Regions from separate parts of the Sus scrofa genome. Here region 2 is linked to region 1. A link is a contact called in public HiChIP or PLAC-seq data. All regions are on one chromosome and are shown on one strand. The core of a region is the stretch at or near the end of the contact, and the rest is flanking DNA. Distances in the headings are between cores, read along the strand shown.

Evidence for each region. HiChIP or PLAC-seq counts read pairs in DNA pulled down with a chosen protein or histone mark.
Region 2: an H3K27ac HiChIP or PLAC-seq map of skeletal muscle shows a contact between it and region 1, with 8 times the contacts expected there. The contact joins two enhancer-like sites. A contact is called at or near these places in 7 of 47 Hi-C or Micro-C datasets (embryonic fibroblasts, epiblast stem cells, heart right ventricle and 2 more) and 1 of 2 datasets of contacts at active chromatin or transcription factors (skeletal muscle).

The regions. Positions count from the first base shown.
Region 1 is chr5:7,681,504-7,685,886 of Sscrofa11.1, forward strand. No RefSeq gene overlaps it. Among named protein-coding and RNA genes, the nearest start is that of MCHR1, 55 kb to the right of the region's middle. Within about 2 kb of position 3,113, at least 1 of the 83 cell types and tissues checked has an H3K27ac peak or open chromatin away from gene starts, as enhancers often do. A contact at or near this core is called in skeletal muscle, where this site is marked.
Region 2 is chr5:7,957,001-7,961,177 of Sscrofa11.1, forward strand. MKL1 (MKL/myocardin-like protein 1) reads left to right here. Exons shown (of 16, transcript XM_021092835.1): 6 at 486-541; 7 at 3,350-3,425. Among named protein-coding and RNA genes, the nearest start is that of SGSM3, 59 kb to the right of the region's middle. Within about 2 kb of position 2,226, at least 7 of the 83 cell types and tissues checked have an H3K27ac peak or open chromatin away from gene starts, as enhancers often do. A contact at or near this core is called in skeletal muscle, where this site is marked.

The DNA of each region.
Region 1 (4,383 bases), core at 1,863-4,362:
CTCAGACTGGCTGAGGCCCTCAATCAGGCATCTGTGTCCAGGACAGGAAAAAAGGACGGTTTGATAGGTGGGGTTTGAAAAGAGAAAAGGGAGAGGGAAGGGGAAATGTCAGCTAAGTCTAGTCCCTTACCCAGGTGGGGCAAGAGAAGACCAGGGACAAAAGGGTCTGGTCTGTTGGCAGGCGAGCTGGTCCTCAGGTGCCCTAAGGTGTTGGGATGTCCCTCCAGAGTCACCTCTTGTTGCAGGAAGGGGGACCCCTTCCACGGCCTGAGAACGGGCTCTCGTCTGACACTCAGGAATGAACTGTCTGAGGAGACACGTGTGCTGACAAAGCAAGAGACTTTATTGCGAAGAGGTGCCCAGGTGCAGAGCAGCAGGGTGAGCAAACCCAGGAGAACTGCCCAGTCCTCTCTTTAAATTCGCAACTAGTTTATAGGTGTGGCATTTGCAGATTTTTTTTTCCCCCTAATGCATTCATTCTTACTTTATTGTGAGAATTATTTTAATTACCCTATACTGTATAGGTGGAGAAATTGAGACACAGATCTGGCGCTGGTCACATAACAAAGAATTAGGAGTCAAAAACATTCAGGCCTCTGGAGATTCTATCCAGTTAGCTTTCACTGGCTTGTACTGCTTGAGGGTGTCTGTATTTCCTACTTTGTTTATTTTTATTTTTCTGTCTTTTTAGGGCCACACTGGTGGCATATGGATGTTCCCAGGCTAGGGGTGGAATCAGAGCTGCAGCCACTGGCCCACACCACAGCTCACAGCAACACTGGATGCTTAAGCCGCTGAGCGAGGCCAAGGATCCAACCTGCATCCTTGGGGATCCTAGTCAGGGTCGTTAGCCACTGAGCCATGAAGGGAACTCCCAGACAGGGTTCATTTTTTGTTTTTTGGTGTTTTTTTTTTTTAATAGCTATTTCCCCAATACAATTTTTTTTTCTACTGTACAGCATGGTGACCCAGTTACACATACGTGTACGCATACTATGTTCGCACATTATCATGTTCCATCATAAGTAACTAGACATAGTTCCTACTGCCACACAGCAGGATCTCATTGCTAATCCAGTCCAAAGGCAATAGTTTGTATCTATTAACCCCAAGTTCCCGACTCATCCCCCTTCCCCCTTGGCAACCACAAGTCTATTCTCCATGTCCATGATTTTCTTTTCTGTGGAAAAGTTCATTTGTGCCGTATATTAGATTCCAGATATAAGTGATATCACATGGTATTTGTCTTTCTTACTTACTTCACTCAGTATGAGAGTCTCTCGTTCCATCCATGTTGCTGCAAATGGCATTATTTCATTCTTTTTTATGGCTGAGTAGTATTCCATTGTGTATATATACCGCATCTTCCTAATCCAATGGTCTGTCAGTGGACATTTGGGTTGTTTCCATGTCTTGGCTACTGTGAATAGAGCTGCAGTGAACATACGGGTGCATGTGCCAGACAGGGTTTTTAAAACGAGGTGGAACTTGGAGTTACCATTGTGGCACAGCAGAAACGAATCCACCTAGGAACCATGAGGTTGTGAGTTCGATCCCTGGCCTTGCTCAGTGGGTTAAGGATCCAGTGTTGCCATGACCCATGGTATAGGTTGCAGACGCAGCTCAGATCCCACATTGCTATGGCATAGGCCGGCTACTGTAGCTCCAATTAGACCCCTAGCCTGGGAATCTCCATATGCCGTGGGTGCAAACCTTAAAAAAAAAAAAAAAAAAAAAAAAAGGAGATCAAACTATGCCAAATTTTGTAACTTTTTCGTTTTAAATATAATTTGATGTCAATAAATATGTCATCATTTAAGTTGTTAGATAAAATCACATCATACGAATATAGTTAGGCTCCTTTATGTTGTTTCTAGTTTTTTGCTATTACAAATAATGTGATAAAGTCCTTAGTATATGATACTTTTTATATTTTCTGATTACCTTTTTTTTTTTTTCCTTTTTTAGGGCTGCACCCTCGGCATATGGAGGTTCCCAGGCTAGGGGTCCAATCAGAGCTACAGCTGTCGGTCTACGCCAGAGCCACAGCAATGCTGGATCTGAGCCTCGTCTGCAACCTGCACCACAGCTCACGGCAACGGCAACGCCGGATCGTTAACCCACTGAGCAAGGCCACGGATCGAACCCGAAACCTCATGGTTCCTAGTCAGATTCGTTAACCACTGCACCATGACAGGAACTCCTGATTTTTCTTTAAGAGAAATTTCCAGGAATCCAGTTATTGGATCAAAAGATATGCCTAGTGTGACGTCATGTAGTTATTAAATTAAAACGTCCCCCTATTTATTCCTTCGTGTTCATTGTCACCTTGGAATACATTTGTGAACATTTTCTTTCTCTTTTCACCCTACTTTGGCAAACTACGGAAGAAATTCCATTCTGAGTGTGATAGGGAAGAAGAATTGTACTCAGCCAGGGGCTGAGCTTTACATGCTTTTTCATGTAATCCTCATACCAGTTCTGTGGAATTCAGAGTTAAATGAGGTATATAAAGTGTTAGAGGAGTTTAGATTGGCTGAAAATTAGATTTCTTCTGGCAGAGGGCTGGGATCGTTGAGTATCACATACTAAAGTATAATAATTTATTGAGAACTTACATTATGCAAGTTGCTGTACTAGGTGCATTATATATATTATCTTATTTAATCCTCCCGCAAAGGTTCCAAAGCCCATGTACTTGCCATAGTTCTCCCCTTTGAGCTTTGGTTCCAAGGCTGCATGCTGGCTCCTCCTGTGCCTTTGCTAGATGGCAAATTCTTTTTTTTTTTTTCCCCGAGGCTTATTTTATGATTTTTTATTGTAGTTGATTTACAATATTCTGTCAATGTCTGCTGTACAGCAAAGTGACCCAGTTATACATCTATATTAAAATTCTTTCGCATTATCCTCCATCATGTTCCATCACAAGTGACTAGATAATTCCCTGTGCTATACAGCAGGCTCTCATTGCTTATCCACTTGAAATGCTGTAGTTTGCATCTACTAACCCCAGACTCCCAGTCTGTTCCATTCCTTCCCCCTCCCTCTTGGCAACCACAAGTCTGTTCACGTCCACGAGTTCGTTTCGGATGGCAAATTCTAAAGGGCAGGAACTTGCTATTTAAATCGTGTTACGAAGCACCATGAACGTGGGGTTCCATTGGCCACGTCCCTCCCTTTATGCTTTATGATTGTGACAGGAGACCCAAAGAAGACTTTTGCAATTTGTCTTTATTGACGTTTTAATGTATAAATAAGCTATTTGATAGAGAATGGCTGTTTTTTGCAGTTGCAGACACAGAGAAACCTTCAGGCCACCAGAGGGCATTGCAGTCAGCCTCTATCATCTTCATTCTAAATCACAGCTGACAGACATGCCTAGTGAAATTTGTTCCCAGTTAAACCAAAAAAAGAAGCATTCTTAGACTCAATGAGCAATCTGAATAGGACCTGTGGCTTGAACCTGGCAGAGCACTACCTCGAAGCACCCTTTTAATCTACAAAAGCAAAGAATGGATTAGGTAGTATTTTGCTAAAATTATACTTACTTTTTCCTTTCCCCAGGGATCTGCCTAAACTTTTAATTTGTCATCCATAATGTAAAATCTTCTCTTAGCCAGATAGTGAAGCTAGCAGCTTTCAATATCAATTGAAATTGACAGTAGAGGAGTTCCCATCGTGGCGCAGTGATTAACGAATCCGACTAGGAACCATGAGGTTGCAGGTTCGGTCCCTGCCCTTGCTCAGTGGGTTAACGATCCGGCGTTGCCGTGAGCTGTGGTGTAGGTCGCAGACGCGGCTCGGATCCTGCGTTGCTGTGGCTCTGGCGTAGGCTGGCAGCTACAGCTCCGATTAGACCCCTAGCCTGGGAACCTCCATATGCCAAGGGAGCGGCCCAAGAAATGGCAAAAAGACAACAACAAAAAGAAATTGATAGTAGAGAAACAACCGACACCATTTTTGTTCAGTAGCATCTACCTCTTTACTAGTTTTTCCTGACATTAAAAACTTGCAAAATTGGCTGATCCACCATTGAGTAACTCCCTCATTTCACCATCTGATAGAAGTGCCAGTGGGCATAAAAAATTATTAAAAGGCAGAGCAGGAGGAGAAGAGGTAAAAGATATTTTGACAACCCATGAATTTAAAAACCAATTTAAATCTTTACTAAACAAGTGTTTATTAAGTTTTTTATGTAAACAGGTAAATCTTTCCACATAATCTGAAATAAATTTTCTAATATTGAAGCTTCTAAGTTGTAGCCAGCTGGAACTCTCCTTGATCTATGCCCCAGGAACATTTGAGATACTAATTTATTTCACAAATGCTTTGGGGGTTTTTGTTACTGTTTTTATTTATGGCTGCACCTGCGGTATATGAAAG
Region 2 (4,177 bases), core at 976-3,475, 270 kb after region 1:
TCAGCTGAGCTGAAGAAGGAAATGGCACCCAAGCAGACGTGTGTCTTTTTGGTTTAATTGCCCCATTCAGACCGTTTGGTTGCTTTGCGATTCCTGATGAGATTGAAGAGGGAGAGCAGGTGGACGCCGCTTGCAGCCCTGCTCCGTGTCCCCATCTTCCTGAGAGTAAAGGGAGGCCCGGCAGGCCTTCTTGGAGGGTTGCCTGCTCATGGAGGATTCTGTTACAGTTCTATTCCATGGGTGCTCTTTCTGGAGCCCAGGCTTAGGCAGGGACTCTCCACTGGGAACAAAGTAACCGAACTGTTTCGAGGGGGAGCTGAAGCACCGAGCTGTGTGCTTGCTCAGGTGCCGTTTTCTTCCTCACTTCAGCTGGTGCTGAGTCCTGCTAAAATCAACTTGAATTTAAGACGCCTTCTCCACTGTAAATTGGAAGTAGACATCATGCTTCACTATAAAGTAATCTTTTATGATTCTTTTCCCAACAGCTTTGAAAAGTCCAGCTGCATTTCATGAGCAGAGAAGGAGCTTGGAGCGGGCCAGGGTAAGGCACCTTCCCTCCCCAAGGATTCCCAGGAGCATTTTCAGAGCCTATTACGTTGCGGGTCCTCTTCCTTCCAGTCGGGCATGTCTCCAGGGTCAGCCCAGGTCTCACAGTTGTAAATATAAGGTGCTGCCTTTTCCGCTTCATCCCCCCTCCTCCCCGTGTCCCCCAGCGTGGTGACATGGACCGTGATGAGAAAGAGTTTCCTCCTCTGGTGCATGCGAGTGTGCAGTGGTCGCCTCTCTCCCTTGGCTTTGTTCACCACTAGTATTTCCATCTTTAATTCCACTTAGCCTTTTGTAGCTGTTAGGATGTGGACAGCAGCCATGGAAAAGCTTGCCAAGTGGTGGTCCCCCCGTGTCCGTGGCCACACTCCCCACACCTCTCCGGGGTGGGCATCCCGAGGGGCTGGAAACCTCACCGGTCTCCACGTGCCTGAGAGCCAGGGTCCACTGGAGGCCGTCGAAGCAGAAGCTGCGCCCCGCTCTGGGCTCAGGTTCACGCCACAGCACCTGGCTCGTTGCCCTATCCCCTCAGTTTCGGTTCCCTCGGGGGCCTCAGGGGGATATTCAGCTGCCCATTGTGGGCAGAGATGGGGAAGTCTCCAGAACATGCTTCCCCCTCTCAGCCCCTTTGCTTTTTTCTTTTTTTGTAAAAAACACGGGAAGAGAACCTCCTCAAATTGAGAATCATGGGCCGTGGCTCCCTAAGACACAGCTCCTTTAGAGATGCTAAAGTAGTCACTTCCAAGACATATCTTAACTGTCCTCTATGCTTAGTTTAACACATTTCTAAAGAAAATTATGATTAATTCTTTGAGTGGGAAGAACGAGGTCCCAGGTACTGGGAACCAAAAGAGCGACCAATTGCACTGTGTCTGTTGCCGAGAACATGAGTGGATCTGGGAGTTGGGGGGATGGGGGAGCAATGACATCGCCTGGGCCCCCGCCCAGTCTTAAGACTTGGCCCCACGTTGTGGACTGCTTCTTAAAGGCGAAGAGTAAATCCACACTAATCAGAACCGCTGCTAGCTCATTGAGCACTTTGATATGTGAGATTATATTCTTGTTTACGCTCACATCAGCGATTATGAATTAGGTGTTATTATCGTCATCCTAAAGATGCAGCTGTGGAGGTCCCGTCATGGCTCACTGGTTAGCGAATCCGACTAGGAACCATGAGGTTTCAGGTTCGATCCCTGGCCTTGCTCAGTGGGTTAAGGATCAGGCATTGCTGTGAGCTGTGGTGTAGGTCACAGACGTGGCTCGGATCCCGCATTGCTGTGGCTCTGGTGTAGGCCAGTGGCTATAGCTCTGATTAGACCCCTAGCCTGGAAACCTCCATATGCTGCAAAATGCGGCCCTAGAAGAGACAAAAAAAAAAAAAAAAAGAAAAGAAAAGATGCAACTGGAAGTTCACTAACTTGTCCAGCCAGTAAGTGGCAAACTGGAATTCAAACCTTGGTCTGTGGACTCCAGTTCCTTTTCAGTACAGTGTTCACCCTCAGCCTCGGCCCCCCTTGAGAACTTCGGACAGCCTAGAAAATATGCCTCCCTCTCTTGTCTCTGAAGACCTGTGGTGTCCGACACTTCTGCAGCAGCTACGGCAGTACTTCTATCCACTGCAGATGGGTGATCGGCCCAACCGCTATCAGCCATCTCCCGGCGAGCTGGGCACTCTTCCAGGGCTGGCACAGAACTGCCTAGTCAGAGTACCAAGGCCGGGGCAAGGGCCAAGGCCAGGCCAAGGAGCAGGTCTTTACCTCGCTACATGCAGGCAGTATCTCTGATACTGTGTTTTCTGCTCTGCTCTGCTTTGTCTTGTCCTGTCTTGTCTTGTCCCGTCCTACCCTGTGCTGGTCGTGACCCACTTAATGGCCCTGATCTATGGTTTGAAAGACTACGGTGCAAAAGTTAAGAGGCTCTGGAGCTCTGGAGTCAGACGCATCTGGGCTCATGTATATATAACGTGAGCACCGGGCACTGGGCTGGCTCCGGGGCTGTTGAGGGAATGGTTTGATTTGCCTGGAGTCTTGGCAGTGCAGAAATGAGGACGTGGGGCTGTAAGGAACTAGAGCTGTGACACCATGTATCATAGTATTCCACTTGGCAGCCATTCAGAATGAATAGAAGATGCTCATGATAGCAGGCAATGCCAGATTTTTTGAAACAAGATATAAAATTATATTCAGTATGATTACAGCTCTGCAAAATTAAATTTAATCTTCCTCATGGGAGAGTGATTGGAAACAAATATCCAAAAATAGTGACAGTAGATTAATGATTTTTGTTGTTTTACTTTCTAATTTTAAAATTTTTCTTTGATGAATATATATTACTTTTAGGACAGTAAAAGTAATAGATTTGAAAGTGTATTAGTAGTTCAGGAGCTCTCCAGACGCTCAGGCGTTTAAGGATCCAACGTTGTCACTGCTGTGGTACAGGTTCGATCCCTGACCTGGGAACCTCTGCATGCTGAGGGTGTGGCATGCATACACACATAAATAACTAAGTAAATAACAGATTAAATAACAAAATTAAATATGTATATATTAGTAGTCCAGCCTTAGATGGTGTTGGCAGATGGATGGTGCCCTTGGCAGGTGTGTTGAAAGTGGATGCGTCCTGCCCAGGCCTCACTCCTCAGGCCTCCCCTCGCGTCAGGACCCTGTCACCTCCAGGCTGTGGTCTTGGGGGCTGCAGAGGTTACTCATAGCAGCCATTAAAGCCACGGCTGCTTTTTGGTTCTGACTGTGCCATAAGCTTGGGCCCTGGATTTGAGAGCTGCTTGGTGTGGTTTTTTTTGTAGACAGAGGACTATCTGAAACGGAAGATTCGTTCCCGGCCGGAGAGATCGGAGCTGGTCAGGATGCACATTTTGGAAGGTGTGTTAGATTGGAAATGCTTCTTCATCTAAATCCTGTTTTCAGTCCTGTACCACCCACATTTCTTCTTCCCTCTTTCTTGGCGCTCCCAGTTCTGTTACCAGTGGGTAAGCCAGGGCCTTACCATAGTAAAACAGCAGGGCTGTGGTAGCCACCACTGGTTTTTGGGAATTCCTGAAGAAGCACAATCAATCAAATTCTCTTAGGTAACTTCCCTTTCTCTGTGGCCACGTGGTGGCCTTCATCAAACCTTGGTATGGAATCCTGTCCTCTAAATCTGGTTTTAATGTGTGTTTACTTTTAGTTTTTATTCATTCATTCATCTATCCATCCTCCATTCATTCACTCACTTGGTATTTACTCACGCACCTGTGAAGTACAAGCAAGATCACCCAGACGTACTCCCCCTCCCCCCACCACCCCAACACTTCTTTCTGCCTTCCGGGCAGGGAAAGGTTTTGGCCGTGGAAAGCGTTTCGAGTCTATCCATTTTTTGTTTGGTTTTGAACCCTCTTTGGGATTGGAAGACGACTTTCGTCATCCAAGCCCTAGTCTTCGAAGGTGAAGACACAGAGACTCCGAGCAGGGGGATGGGCTGTCCTGGTAACACAGCAGGCTTGAGGGAGCAGAGAGACCAGCTCTGTAGCTCCACCTCAGAAAGTCTGGGTCGGCCTGTGCCTAGTGACCGTTGTGTGTGTGACATCACGCTATCCACAGTGGGGGCTCCTCCCTCTGTCCCTGTGAAACTTCAG